4 separate regions of the Mus musculus genome follow, and all the other regions are linked to region 1. Evidence: chromatin contacts called from public capture Hi-C and promoter capture Hi-C data. All regions are on one chromosome and are shown on one strand. The core of a region is the stretch at or near the end of the contact, and the rest is flanking DNA. Distances in the headings are between cores, read along the strand shown.

What was found. Promoter capture Hi-C pulls out the DNA fragments that hold promoters and counts their contacts. Capture Hi-C pulls out chosen DNA fragments and counts their contacts.
Region 2: a contact with region 1 is called in a capture Hi-C map of embryonic stem cells, with 5 times the contacts expected there. The contact joins the promoter of 9530036O11Rik here to the promoter of Dnajb6 in region 1. A contact is called at or near these places in 4 of 39 promoter capture datasets (hippocampal neurons, liver and stem cell-derived epiblast-like cells), 1 of 115 datasets of contacts at active chromatin or transcription factors (stem cell-derived neural progenitor cells) and 1 of 9 other capture datasets (embryonic stem cells).
Region 3: a contact with region 1 is called in a promoter capture Hi-C map of hippocampal neurons, with 2.5 times the contacts expected there. The contact joins the promoter of En2 here to the promoter of Dnajb6 in region 1. A contact is called at or near these places in 1 of 39 promoter capture datasets (hippocampal neurons) and 2 of 115 datasets of contacts at active chromatin or transcription factors (astrocytes and epiblast stem cells).
Region 4: a promoter capture Hi-C map of liver shows a contact between it and region 1, with 3 times the contacts expected there. The contact joins the promoter of Paxip1 here to the promoter of Dnajb6 in region 1. A contact is called at or near these places in 2 of 39 promoter capture datasets (liver and pre-B cells), 3 of 115 datasets of contacts at active chromatin or transcription factors (astrocytes, stem cell-derived neural progenitor cells and thymic regulatory T cells) and 1 of 9 other capture datasets (liver).

What each region holds. Positions count from the first base shown.
Region 1 is chr5:29,734,441-29,737,412 of GRCm38.p6, reverse strand. It overlaps Dnajb6 (DnaJ heat shock protein family (Hsp40) member B6), which reads right to left and starts at 1,515. Exons shown (of 8, transcript NM_011847.4): 1 at 1,297-1,515. It overlaps Gm5129 (predicted gene 5129), which reads left to right and starts at 1,477. Exons shown (of 1, transcript NR_028426.1): 1 at 1,477-2,079.
Region 2 is chr5:28,465,672-28,468,764 of GRCm38.p6, reverse strand. It overlaps 9530036O11Rik (RIKEN cDNA 9530036O11Rik), which reads right to left and starts at 1,781. Exons shown (of 7, transcript NR_015562.2): 1 at 1,417-1,781. It overlaps Shh (sonic hedgehog), which reads left to right and starts at 1,664. Exons shown (of 3, transcript NM_009170.3): 1 at 1,664-2,304. The coding sequence starts at 2,002.
Region 3 is chr5:28,164,199-28,167,271 of GRCm38.p6, reverse strand. En2 (engrailed 2) reads right to left here and starts at 1,576. Exons shown (of 2, transcript NM_010134.4): 1 at 88-1,576. The coding sequence starts at 745.
Region 4 is chr5:27,790,023-27,793,240 of GRCm38.p6, reverse strand. Paxip1 (PAX interacting (with transcription-activation domain) protein 1) reads left to right here and starts at 1,691. Exons shown (of 21, transcript NM_018878.3): 1 at 1,691-2,042. The coding sequence starts at 1,962.

The DNA of each region.
Region 1 (2,972 bases), core at 266-2,765:
TGAAACTTCCAAGTCAACCATACCTACAAAAGGCAGCATTTCTTCCCATATTTCTTTCATGTTCTTCCTAATTCCAAAGCTCCACCCAAGTGTGTGTACTGATGACACCGTAATCACACACCGGAGGGCAATTCGGCCTGTGGTGGCGATATCCCAAAGTACAACAAAGGAGTCCTTCCAGGAATCAGTAAGTCTACTGTGGGGTTTACTTTACAAACAAGAACAGACTAAGTTCAAATATCAGGGCGCTTGTTCTTTAGGTTGTTCCCTCCTCTGGCTTTTATGTCCAATATTTCTACTAAAACAGTTGCCTTAAAGTTGGTATCACTTCCCTAGCAAGCTGAGCGTCCTGAGATTCTACGGCCTAGAATGCGTAAACCCTAACCACAAATCTAAGGTTCAAATAAAGACGTTACAAAAAAACCAAAGTGGCTGCACTGGGCAGGCACTCCCCACCTTAGAAGGTGGGACCATCCCCACCATTCCCTTTCAACGGTTCACATACAACTTCTTCGGTAACAAAGCTTTTAAAACTTGACAAACCCCTCCTGTTTAAAAAAAAAAAAAAAAACTCCATCTCCAAAGTTTTTAAGACCTTTTAGTTTGCAGTGCAGAGTTCCTTGTCAACACAACCGAAGTAAATTAAGACTTAGTGTAAACTCCAGTTACATAAACTTTGTTACGTAAACCACAGCAAAGCAACCTTCGAGGCCAACATCAAACTAGTTTTAAAAGTAAGCTGAGCCAGGCGGGTCGCCTAGCAAACTTCCCAACAGTCCCTGGAAACCGCCTTGGCCTTCCCACCCGGCCCCCTTCGCTGCCTGGAGGCCTGGGCCGGTGATTGCGCCTTCCATGGGAGTCCTGCTCTTCGCAGGCCACCTGACCCCTTGCTTGCAGAATGCAGTGAGGACGCCAGGACTGGGTGACACCAGCCTTGCCTACTCCTGGAGCTCTGCGGCCGACCTAGCGCGTGCCGGACCCAACCGCCACCTTCGACCAGAGAACTAGGGAAGCGGACCGCAGCTAAGCCCCGAGCTAGGCCTGACCAAGAACGGCAAACGCTCTCCACAGACCCAATCTACAACCGGCCCAGACCAGGAACACCTTAAGCCCCAGACCTAGACACAAGACTACAGCCTAGACTGGAACCCGTTCGGCCTTGTGAGCAGTACCGGCCCCACTGTCGACCCGGTTCCTGCACCCGTATTCCGGGAGCCAAGCGGGTTAGCCCATTCGCAGGCCTTCCCCTCCCGCCGTAGTCAACCCTGCTTTTCGCCGCGGCTCGCGGACCCTCACCGAGGACACGGCGGCCAGCGAGGAGGGAAGTCAGGCGGCCGGTCTCCTCGCGGCTGTGGCACAGCTGCGCTGGTGGCGGTGGCGGCGGCGGCGTCTCCTCGCGCTTTCCTTTCTCTTCTTTTCTCCAACAACAAACAGGAAGTGCGTCACGCGGTGGCGGCGCGGCCCGGCGACGTCGACTTCCGCCCGGCCCTGAAGCTAACGTGCGCAGCAGCCTCCGTGCGCGTCGGACTTGATAGCGCTGGTCTAGCGTTCCGGAAGATTCTCGGAGCTGAGGACGGTGGGATTCTGGAGGGTTTACATAGGCGAAGGTGGCTGAATAGGGCGGGAAGCGTCCCCTTGCGCAAGCTCTGTGCCTGGAGGGCTCTAAAGCCTGAGGCGACTGTAGCCGAACCAAGGAGCCTGCGTTTGCCCGGAAGCAGGCTGGGAGGAAGGACGCTCACAGCCTCTGACACAGTGGATTCGGAGATAAGGACCTGATAGCGTAGTATGACTCACACTCCTATGGACTTGGAGAATTGTGGTCCCGAGGTTCGGCCGACCCAACAAGCAGGCCCGACTTAGAGTGAACCGTGAGAGGCCTCATCATTACCAACTCGCAGTGCTGAATCCAGGGTCTAGATTTCAAACACGGTTATTTTAAAGATGTATTTACTTTTTGTATGTGAATGTACTGTCTTCGGACACACCCGAGAAGGACATCAGATCCCACAATAAGCTCCTGTCTCAATAAATCAATAAGCTCCTGTATAAATAAATAGACATTTAAATCCTCACCCCACCCCCACTTACACCCATAGGATGAGTAGTTTTTCATCTTGCCCAGTAAGTTTCAAAAGGTTAGCTAACACTGCACTGGAAAGTAAGAATGAAAGAGAACATATTGATCTCAGAATGTTATGGTTGGACGCCCACCTTCTCAACGCCTGAGAAGGACAAGCACAGAAGATGTGGAGACCCATGATCTGAAGTCACAGATCCTTGGATGCTCCCTCACATGTAGGATATACTCAACTCCAGATAGAACCCTCCAGAATGGCTCCTTGTCTCCTTGCTTCTGTTCTGCCCCCAAGGTTCCCAAACACTACACTTCCCCTTTTGTGAAACATAGAATTTGGCCAGATCTCTTTTCTAATTGACTTTCAGCCCTACAAGATGGCTGTCCAAGACTGAAATGAAAACTAAGCACAAAAGTTCCCGCCCTTTCCTTTACCTTCCTCCACCTCTCCTTCCACCTTTCTGCTCTCAATCTTACCCACTACCACCCTCAATGGCAGGAATCAAGGAGTCTGGCCTAGTGACGAGTGGAAGGTGTGTGTGCTTGCATACTCCAGGGCTGACAGCCCAGCAACCCAAGCTTTCTATTGAAGCAGCGCCGAAAGACAAAGCCAGTTATAAGGTAGAGAATAGGGAAAGGAGTCCCCTCGCCTCAGAGTCTGGCTGAAGCCTCTTGCCACATGACATTTAAGAATTCTAACACGCAGGGCAGTGGTGGCAAATGCCTTTAATCCCAGCACTTGGGAGGCAGAGACAGGCAGATTTCTGAGTTCCAGGCCAGCCTGGTCTACAGAGTGAGTTCCAGGACAGCCAGGGCTGCACAGAGAAACCCTGTCTCAGAAAAAAAAAAAAAAAAAAAAAAAAGAATTCTAACACAGGGTCTGAGGAGATGACTCAGT
Region 2 (3,093 bases), core at 532-3,031, 1.3 Mb after region 1:
GTACACAGAGGATACAGGCTGGAGAGTCTGGCTCTTATTTGGTCTTCGTGAAGCTGGGACCAACTCCCACTAAGAATCTGTACTTGGTCCTCATAAATCAAAGGATAGAAAACTCCAGAGAGGGCAGGTGTGCGGGCTTTAGTCAACCCTTCCAAGCCTGGGATGGTGAGGCTCTGCCATACTGCCATTGAGACTCACAGTAGACAGTAGCAAGCACTTTCCTCGCCTCACACTAACTCAAAAGCAACCAAGTTTCTAAGTCCTCTGAAAACCCCACTGCCAGCTGAGCTTCAGGTTTGCTGGGCTCTCCCTGCACTGGGACAGGATCAAGAGCCAGAGGCTGGTCTCATGGGATAACACTGGAGGACTCGGTCCCTAAGCAGGTATTCCATTCCACATAAATAGTTCGCCCATCCTAGAGGAATCTTGCCTGTGAGTAGGATGGGAGAAAAGCCAGAGCAGATTTCTATGATCTATAAAAACAAAGCGTTTCACATTCTATTTTTCTGGTTCAACTAAGACTTTTCTGGAAATTTTTCTTTTTCCTGAAAGAGTGTTGGACACCCCAAGAGTAGTGACCTCTAGACAGCATATCCTCTTCTAAGATGCCCCTTATGGCCAGAACACTGTCCTCTAGATCCCTAACACCTTCAGTCTGCAGGCCCTACACCTAGCCAGCTTCTTTCCTTGAAAATTAGCTTGCAAAGCTCCTGTGAAATACAACTGTGTTAAGGAGCCTGAATTCCACATCAACTTACCCCAGCCCTGCACTTTGCTAGGATAGATTGGAAGGGGTTCTTCACGCATGCAGCCTTGCCCACTTTCAGTTGCCCCAGGCAGATCACCTCTACCCACCAAGCACACACCAGCTGCCCTCCATGCTGGGGTGCAGCACATAGACCCACTGAACCTATGTACCCCACCACATTCTGCAGACACTCTTTACCTGCCCCTCAGCTGGGATGCATCCATCCACCTGCAGAGGCTTGAATGTGGTGCAGTCAGTGAGATACAATAAAGGACAGTATTTTAGGGCACTTAAAACAGCAACTCTTTAGGTTGTGGCCACCTGTGATTATCCTCTATCTAAAGATGCTAAATATTCAGGAGATGCTCAGGTGAGCTGTTTTCACAACCCCGTGACGTCTGTCCTGTACACTCACATCTGGGGATGGGGTGTAAATAAGGCAAACAGGAGGGAGGCAGCGTTGCCCTCAAACAATTGAGAGGCTGTTTTATGGTCAAAGCTTGTGGGGGGGGGGGGAGCATCTGGACTGTCCTTTAAAAACTTATGCTGGCTTTAACCAAAGCATCTTCCATTTAGAGAAAGTAAGGGGGAAGCAGCCCTGAGCACAAAGCAGGCAGTGCGGGGTATTTTTCCAATAAACAGGCCTCCTCCCTCCCACCCACCTTTACCTTAGTAAAGACTTTCTTTCTTTCTTTCTTTCTTTCTTTCTTTCTTTCTTTCTTTCTTTCTTTCTTTCTTTCTCTCTTTCTTTCTTTTTTAAACTGGAAGCCTTCAGGTGAAAATAAAGCCACAGCAGCCAGAGGGGGGAGAAATGTAGTCTTTCTCAGGGTTAACATCAGAAGACAAGCTTGTGCGGCTTGGCCAATCAGATGCGCCCCTGCCAGCTATAATATAGTGCGAAAGGCAGCCTGTCTCACAAGCTCTCCAGCCTTGCTACCATTTAAAATCAGGCTCTTTTTGTCTTTTAATTGCTGTCTCGAGACCCAACTCCGATGTGTTCCGTTACCAGCGACCGGCAGCCTGCCATCGCAGCCCCAGTCTGGGTGGGGATCGGAGACAAGTCCCCTGCAGCAGCGGCAGGCAAGGTTATATAGGAAGAGAAAGAGCCAGGCAGCGCCAGAGGGAACGAACGAGCCGAGCGAGGAAGGGAGAGCCGAGCGCAAGGAGGAGCGCACACGCACACACCCGCGCGTACCCGCTCGCGCACAGACAGCGCGGGGACAGCTCACAAGTCCTCAGGTTCCGCGGACGAGATGCTGCTGCTGCTGGCCAGATGTTTTCTGGTGATCCTTGCTTCCTCGCTGCTGGTGTGCCCCGGGCTGGCCTGTGGGCCCGGCAGGGGGTTTGGAAAGAGGCGGCACCCCAAAAAGCTGACCCCTTTAGCCTACAAGCAGTTTATTCCCAACGTAGCCGAGAAGACCCTAGGGGCCAGCGGCAGATATGAAGGGAAGATCACAAGAAACTCCGAACGATTTAAGGAACTCACCCCCAATTACAACCCCGACATCATATTTAAGGATGAGGAAAACACGGGAGCAGACCGGCTGATGACTCAGGTAGAGACCCATTGCGGGTGGGAAACAGACTCCTTCCCGGGAGGGGGGGGGGGTGCGTGTGACCAAGCAGTCAGCCCTGCTCTGTTTGCTCTTTGGGCAGGTAGGAAGGCGGCTTGCTCTCTCCTTCCCCACCCACCTGCCCACCTAGCACTCCTCTTCCGGGAGGAAAAAGGAGGTGAAGGGTCCAGCAGGAAGTTTAGGGTTTGCTGGAATGGGGCACCAGAAGATGGGGTTCTCTATCTTATTAGTCTCATTTTATTAGTCTCATTTAATTAGTCTCCCGGGACGACCTCCTCTAACTACCTGTATTCTAGCTTGAAACTTAGAAAGACCTTTACTCTGAGGGAGTCTGCCCTTTCCAAGTGGAGGCAGAAAATGGAGGGAGAGGGGATGCCCCTATACACTTCAAAGGGCCTCCAGGTCACTGCAAACATAGCCTGGAGCATTTCGTCCCCTAGCTCCTACCTTTTCCTTTTCTGTGTTTTTCTCCCAAGACCACCCCACCCTTTACCCCACCACCACCAAAGAACTGTAACTGAGAAAGCCTGGGGGCAGTTCTGACAAAAGGCAGGAGCTCCAGAGGCGCCCGTCTTGTCCCCACTGTATCGCGTAGCCTGACTGCGATCCCATCGTCCTCAATTGTGCCGGTCAGAGAATGTATTGATATTTCTTTAAGGATGCTCCTCATTTCTCCAGAGCCCGCGGTACCTTAGGGGAGGGACTTGGAACTTGCTGGCTTTGCAATCGCTTTAATTTTTAACCTGCTTGCATAAGAATTAAAAGCGAATA
Region 3 (3,073 bases), core at 327-2,826, 1.6 Mb after region 1:
ATCCTTTCCCTCCGTGCAAGTTTACTAGGAAGCGCCCTCCCTAGCCCCGCGGGCCTCCCCTCAGCGGCCTGATTCCCATGGGCTCACCTGAAGAAGGCCGGTCAGAATAGCGCGTGCAGTAGACCCAAGCGGGCCAGAGCATGGGCTGCGCGCCCAGAGTGGCGCTGGCTTGAGAGCTGTCCGAGTCGGAGCTCACCGACAGGTCACCGCCGCCCAAGCCCCGGGCTTTGAGCACTCCATCCAAGGAACCCCCAGGATCGCCGGGTTTTTTGGCACCACCGTGAAGTGATAGCGTCTTGGAACCTCCTTCTCCGTCGACCGCAGGGTCGCCAGCGGCGGCGGAGAGCGTTCCTCCCGCGCTGGGTGCGCACGCTGGGTTCGGTCGGGACTCCCTGGCGCCCAGTAGCTGCTCGGCTCCGCCTGCGCCGCCGCCGCCTCCTTCGGTAGTGCCAGCGCCGCCTTCGCCTCCCCTGGCTCCGCCCGCGCCCGCACAGCAAGTCCCCGCGTCCTTTCGGCGGCCAAACTCAGGCCGCAGGATGTTATCGATGAAGAAGTTGGTGATGCGATGTGGATGCTGGTGGTTGCCTGGCGCCTGTAGGACCTCGGGCAGCATCAGAGCCCGCCGGCGGCCGGTGTCCGAGTCGCTCGGGCTGCTGCCGCCGCCAGAGCCGCCGCCGGAGCTGGGTTCCGGCTGTCTCTGCGCCTCCGCCGCCGTCTCGCTGGGCTTGGAATCCTTCTCCTCCATACTTCACAGAAAATCCCAAATCGCCTCTCCACCGGCCCACCGCCAAAGCGATCTCCGGCCGATCCGCGGCACACAGCGAGCCCCGAGCGCTCCTACGCAGCCGAGTCCTCCGAGCGTGCGAGCGGCGACAGTGGCCAGGGCTGGAGTCCTACAGGTCGCCGGGCGCGCTCGGAGCCAAGCCACGTTCGGATCCACGGAGTGCGTTAGCAAATCACCAGTCTCCCCGCCGGCAGGGACGCCGGGCGATTCAACGGAAGCGGGTCCCGGTCTTGGCGACGCACCGGACTCTAGATGGTCACCGCACCACTCCGGGGACCCGGGACGTCCGTGCAACTCCGCGCTCCTTTTGGTGGTCAGCAGCCTCGGGCTCCGGCGCCGCCGCCTCCGCCGCTGCCGCGCGCATGCAGGCAGCGCGCCGCCCGCGCTCACTGCCGCTCGGGCCCGCTCGGGCAGCCACTGCTCGGCCGTTGCCACCCGCCGGTCCCGGCCGACCCTCGAGGCTGCTGGGCGCGGGTTCTCAGCGCGCCCGCAGCCGCCAGCACGCACATGGAGGGCCGTGGGCCCGCGCTGCGCTCCGCCCGCCCCGGGGCTCCCCGCGCCAGGCCGCCGCCCCGCTGCGGGCCGGGGCGCCCCACGGGCGAGCGGCTGCGCCCCCGCTGAGCCCCGCGCAGCCCCGCGGCCCGAGCCGCATGAGTGAGGGGCGGGAGGCCGGGCCGGGCAGGGCCTCCTGCGCTCCCTCCCTCCCGGTCCGCGCGCCTTCGCTGCCTCGGCTTTCGCGCGGGCTCGGGAAAATTTCAGGCCACTTAGCGCAACCTGAGACACTTTCACTCTGGATTTTTGTTCTTATTTTTAACAGAGCCCCCTCAAGTGACGTCGCGGGCCGGTCTCCTGGACACGTGCCTCGGGCCAATGGCAGCCGCGCCGCTCATCCACGTGACGCGCCCGCGGCAGCTTGGTGACAGGAACCGCCTGCCGCCCCTCCCCCGCCGCCACCTCCCCTCCCCCCTTTAAAGTGGCCGTGCCCAGGGCTCCCGGCGCGGGAGCCTATAATCCAGCCAGATCCATCGGCGAGTCAGCGGTGCTCACTCGCACTCCTCATCTTCTCTCGGTTAGAGACGCTGAGGAAGCTTGTGAACAGTCCCACCAGGTCACTGCTACGCCTAACTGGACACGCGCCGAAAGATCGTTATTTTTTAACATTCCCATATTGTTTACGGTGTGGTGAGATCCCACAATTCCTTGCACAAAATGCATAAATAAAATTAAATGAGGTACCGAGATACAAAGGGACGTTTGTGACCCGCTTTCTTTGCTGGTGGAGGGGAAAATTGTCACTTTGGTTCCCCAGCAGCGTGCAGTCCTAATCGGCAGGCAAGAGCACAGGTACCTGCAGAATCCTACTCTCAGCATGCATGTTTGTGCCTGTGCAGGAGACGCATGCATACGGAAAGATTCCACCCGTGGACAGTGGCTCCTCGGGAACCTCAACGTAGATCTTTATCTATGCGAGAATACACTTTAGTGCACCATTTAAGAAAGGAGAAATAAAAGGATTATTTAAGAAGGGTTATAACATGATCTTCTAATTTAGAAATGAGTGATGACTGCTTAGCCAAACCTTTAACCCATCCACCCCACAAGTGATCCTGAATACAGCTGTACACACACACACACACACACACACACACAGAGAGAGAGAGAGAGAGAGAGAGAGAGAGAGAGAGAGAGAGAGAGAGACAGAGAGACAGAGAGACAGAGACAGAGACAGAGAGAGAGAGAGACAGAGACAGAGAGAGACAGAGAGAGACAGAGAGAGACAGAGAGCCAGTCAGAGACAGAGACTGAGACAGAGAGCCAGTCATCAGTACTCCCCATTTCCTATGTTGAGCCACCAGGCCACTGATCTCCTTATCTTTGTATCAAAACATTTAAGCTGATTTTGGAAGAAAGCAAGGCTAATTTGAAAGAATAGGGATGCTGTGATAGGAGGGGGAGCTCCAATTTGTTTTCCCTTGCTCTGTCTTTATTCCTTCTCTAAACTTCCCTCCAGTTGCTGACAGAATGGCTCTTTTCTACTCTCTTTCCCCAACATCTCCCAAGATCTTTTCAGTTTGCTTTTCTCTCCCCTACCAAAATTCTGGTTACTACAGGCTCCCACGTCTGTGAAAAAAAATATGGAAATGTATTAACTTTGAGAAACATCCAGAAGGGCAGCTGGGGGGCGGGCACAGGAGGGCTGCATAATAATAAAAGTCCTCAGACAGCCTAGGATCACATCAGAGGGCTTTCTGGGTGTCTGGCCCCAGGCTGCTGTTGTTCATAAGTCCT
Region 4 (3,218 bases), core at 442-2,941, 1.9 Mb after region 1:
CCTGCATAATTTGTATGTGTAGGGCTTCAGAACTCTTGTAACTGGAGGTGCAGACAGCTGGAAGTTCTCATACACATACATCATTCATACATAGAAACACACATGCACACACACTCTACTGACTTCCAAAGCGCCATAAGAAAATACTATCTCAATCATCTCCTTTGGTTTCTCATGGCAGAGGGGACTGTACTCCCATTACTGTGTTTTCTAGTTTCACATTCACTTTTTGCCTGTGCTTGTAGTACCCAGTGCTTGTAATAGTCTCAGACACCAGAAGGGTATTGGAGCTCCTGGAACTGAAGTTATAGGTGGCTGTGAACATCCGTGTGGATGTCAGGAATCAAATCTGGGTCCTTTGCTAGAGCAGTAAATGATCCTAATTGCCAAGCCATTTGTTTTTAACCTAACTGAACTCAGTTTATCCAACTTAAACAGGGTGCTTATTTTCTGATCGCTGTAAAACAAAATGGCTCTGCTCTGAGTTCGTTTGAGACTATAAGAACATCAACACCCGGGGGGGAGGGGGGGGCGCTGGGGAGATGGCTCAGCGGTTAAGAGCACTGACTGCTCTTCCAAAGGCCGAGTTCAAATCCCAGAAACCACAAGGTACAAGGTGGCTCACAACCATCAGTAATGAGATCTGATGCCCTCTTCTGATGTGTCTACAGTGTACGTACATATTATAATAATAAATACATCTTAAAAAAAAAAAAGAACAACACTCTATCTGCATGAAGGTCACAGAAAACACAAAACTTGATTAAAGAGCAGTATCACGAGTTGCGGGACTTGTCATTCTGCGAGCGCCCCACAGCAGTTTCAGCTTGTCATTGTTTCCTGTAACTTTACACATCCATATTTAATATAATTATCTGCTAAGATAATTTTTATAGATTTTGCTGTTTACCTTTAAAAACTATGTTGACCGAGGGTTGGACGGCTCAGCAGTTCAGAACACTTGGTTCTCTTGCAGCATCTCCAAATTTGGTTCCCAACACCCACGTGTCGTGTAACTTCAGTTCCAGGGGATCCTGAAGCCACCTTCTGACTGTTGTGGGCACCAGACACTCACAGGGTGCAGATACATACATGCAGGGAAAACTCCAATACACGTAGAAAAATGTACATTTATTTAGAGAGTGTGTGTGTAATGTGTGTACGTGTGTGCGCAACAGTGTGCTTGTGGAGGCCAGAGAACAACTTGCTGGAGCCGGTTCTTGCTTGCCATCACGTGTGTCCCAGGGATCGAACTCAGATTGGCGGCAGATGTCTGCCTGCTGAGCTATGTCGCCGGCTCCTACTTTGCTCTTAACCTGCCTCATCGAAGATCAGTTCCCCGCCAACTACCTCAGTAGATGCGGAAGGGGCAGACGAAGGAAAGTAACCATTAGCCAGGGTCTGCCTGACTCTGGGCCGGATCGCGTGCTGTCCAACAGCAGCGCTGGCGACAGCTGAAGAGCGAACGCTGGATTGTTCAGGTCCCCTTCCGTGCCGAGGCTCCGCCTCCTTGGCGCATGCGCTGTCAGGTGGCCGCACGGGGTGACGGGAGTCCCGCCCAGGACCCGCCCCCTGGCTAGTCCACTGCGGCCATGTGAGGGAAATAGTCTCTCTGTGTCCTCGGTTCTCGGTCGTGAAAACTCGGCCGGGACAAGGCTGCCATGTGCCGTACGAACTATTGTAGACCATCAGCACTGATGCCCGAAGCGGTGGTGTAAGGAGCGCTGTGCGGCGCGCAAGGCGGGAGGGTCCCACATACTCCCCTGCCGAGCTGGTGTGGTGGTACGTGCCTCAGGGCGCGCACGGCTCCCGCGCTCCGGGCCTCGGACGGGCGGGGGCGCGGGTCCGAGTGCAGCTGCGGCTGCGGGCCGGGCTGTGCCGCCGGGCAGTAGGCAGAGCTACGACGCTGGGCGCGGCGGGCCGGGTGACGCGGGGCCGGGCGCCGCCGCGCCGCCGCGATCATGTCGGAGCCGGCGCCCGAAGTTCCAGAGGAGCTATTCCGCGAGGTCAAGTACTACGCGGTGGGCGACATCGACCCGCAGGTACCGCCCGCGCGGGGCCCCTCTGCCGGGCCATTCCCCCCGCACGCCCCCGCCTCGTCGCGCGCGCGCCCTGCAGGACCCCAGGCCGGAGCCGCGGGGCACGCCGGGCAGCGAAGGGCCGCGGGAAGGGCCTCGCGAGCACCGACCTAGCGCAGCGGCCGGCCGAGCATCTTGCCGGGGCCCTGCTGAGCGTGTCCCTTGCCAAGGGGCCTGTCCTCCCGGCCCCTGATTTTTCCCTTAGGGTGGATTGTACGGTAGGTATGGAAGGTACCCTTGCTTACACGGTCACCGTGATTCGTGCGTGTGATCGTGGGTCTGAATCCATCCACAGGACAGTGGCTGTGATCGTGGTATCTTCAGGACAGTGCCCCAAACATTTCTTTTCTAAACTATGCTTACAGTTGTGTCGCCTTCGGTGTCTGGTAATGTAAGCTAAACGGGTCCTAAGGAAGGAATTGTCCAAGAGCCACTGAGCTTGGCTTTCCAGAGACTCATACTTGTATCCTAGTAACCAAAGTCCGTTGGGTCTTCGGTTGTGTGATCAGTGATTGTAGCTGACTTTTTCTAGTACCGATCACCCCACTACTACCACCACATTTCTTCTTTTACCCTTTCTTGTTCTTCGTTTTAGGACTTTTGCTCTTATAAGGGCCTTGGACTAAATGTCACTTAAAACCAAGAACACATTGAGCTGCGCTGTTTGCCCAACTATGTGTGAAATCTGAGTGCTTTAAAAAAATCCCCCTTGTAAGCCCTTGTATTCTGAAATAGTGCCTTCTTTAAAAGGTTTAGAGCCAGGGCACCCATTCTTTAAGTTTTGTAATACAGATTGAGGAAGCTCACAGGTGGTGAGCACCCCAGTACAGTCTGGGCATCGGGCCTGGTACACGGAGTGCCGTAGAAGAGTGCCCTTGAATACTGAGTCCTACAAATACAACAGGTGGAGGTGCTGGAGGTGTTGAGTGTTAAACGGATATTGAGTCCAAGAAGTTGTTTGTGTGGAGTGCGTGTGCTAGGCATTAAAGGCATTTGTGTATACTTGGCCCGAGTCCTGACGGTCACTGGGCATAGTTACAGTGTGGCTCCTGTGAGATGGAATTAGTAATGCGCAGTTTGAGGAGGTTTGAGTGTCCTTGCGAATACAGAGAAAAGATGGACAGCGCAGTCAGACTTGTT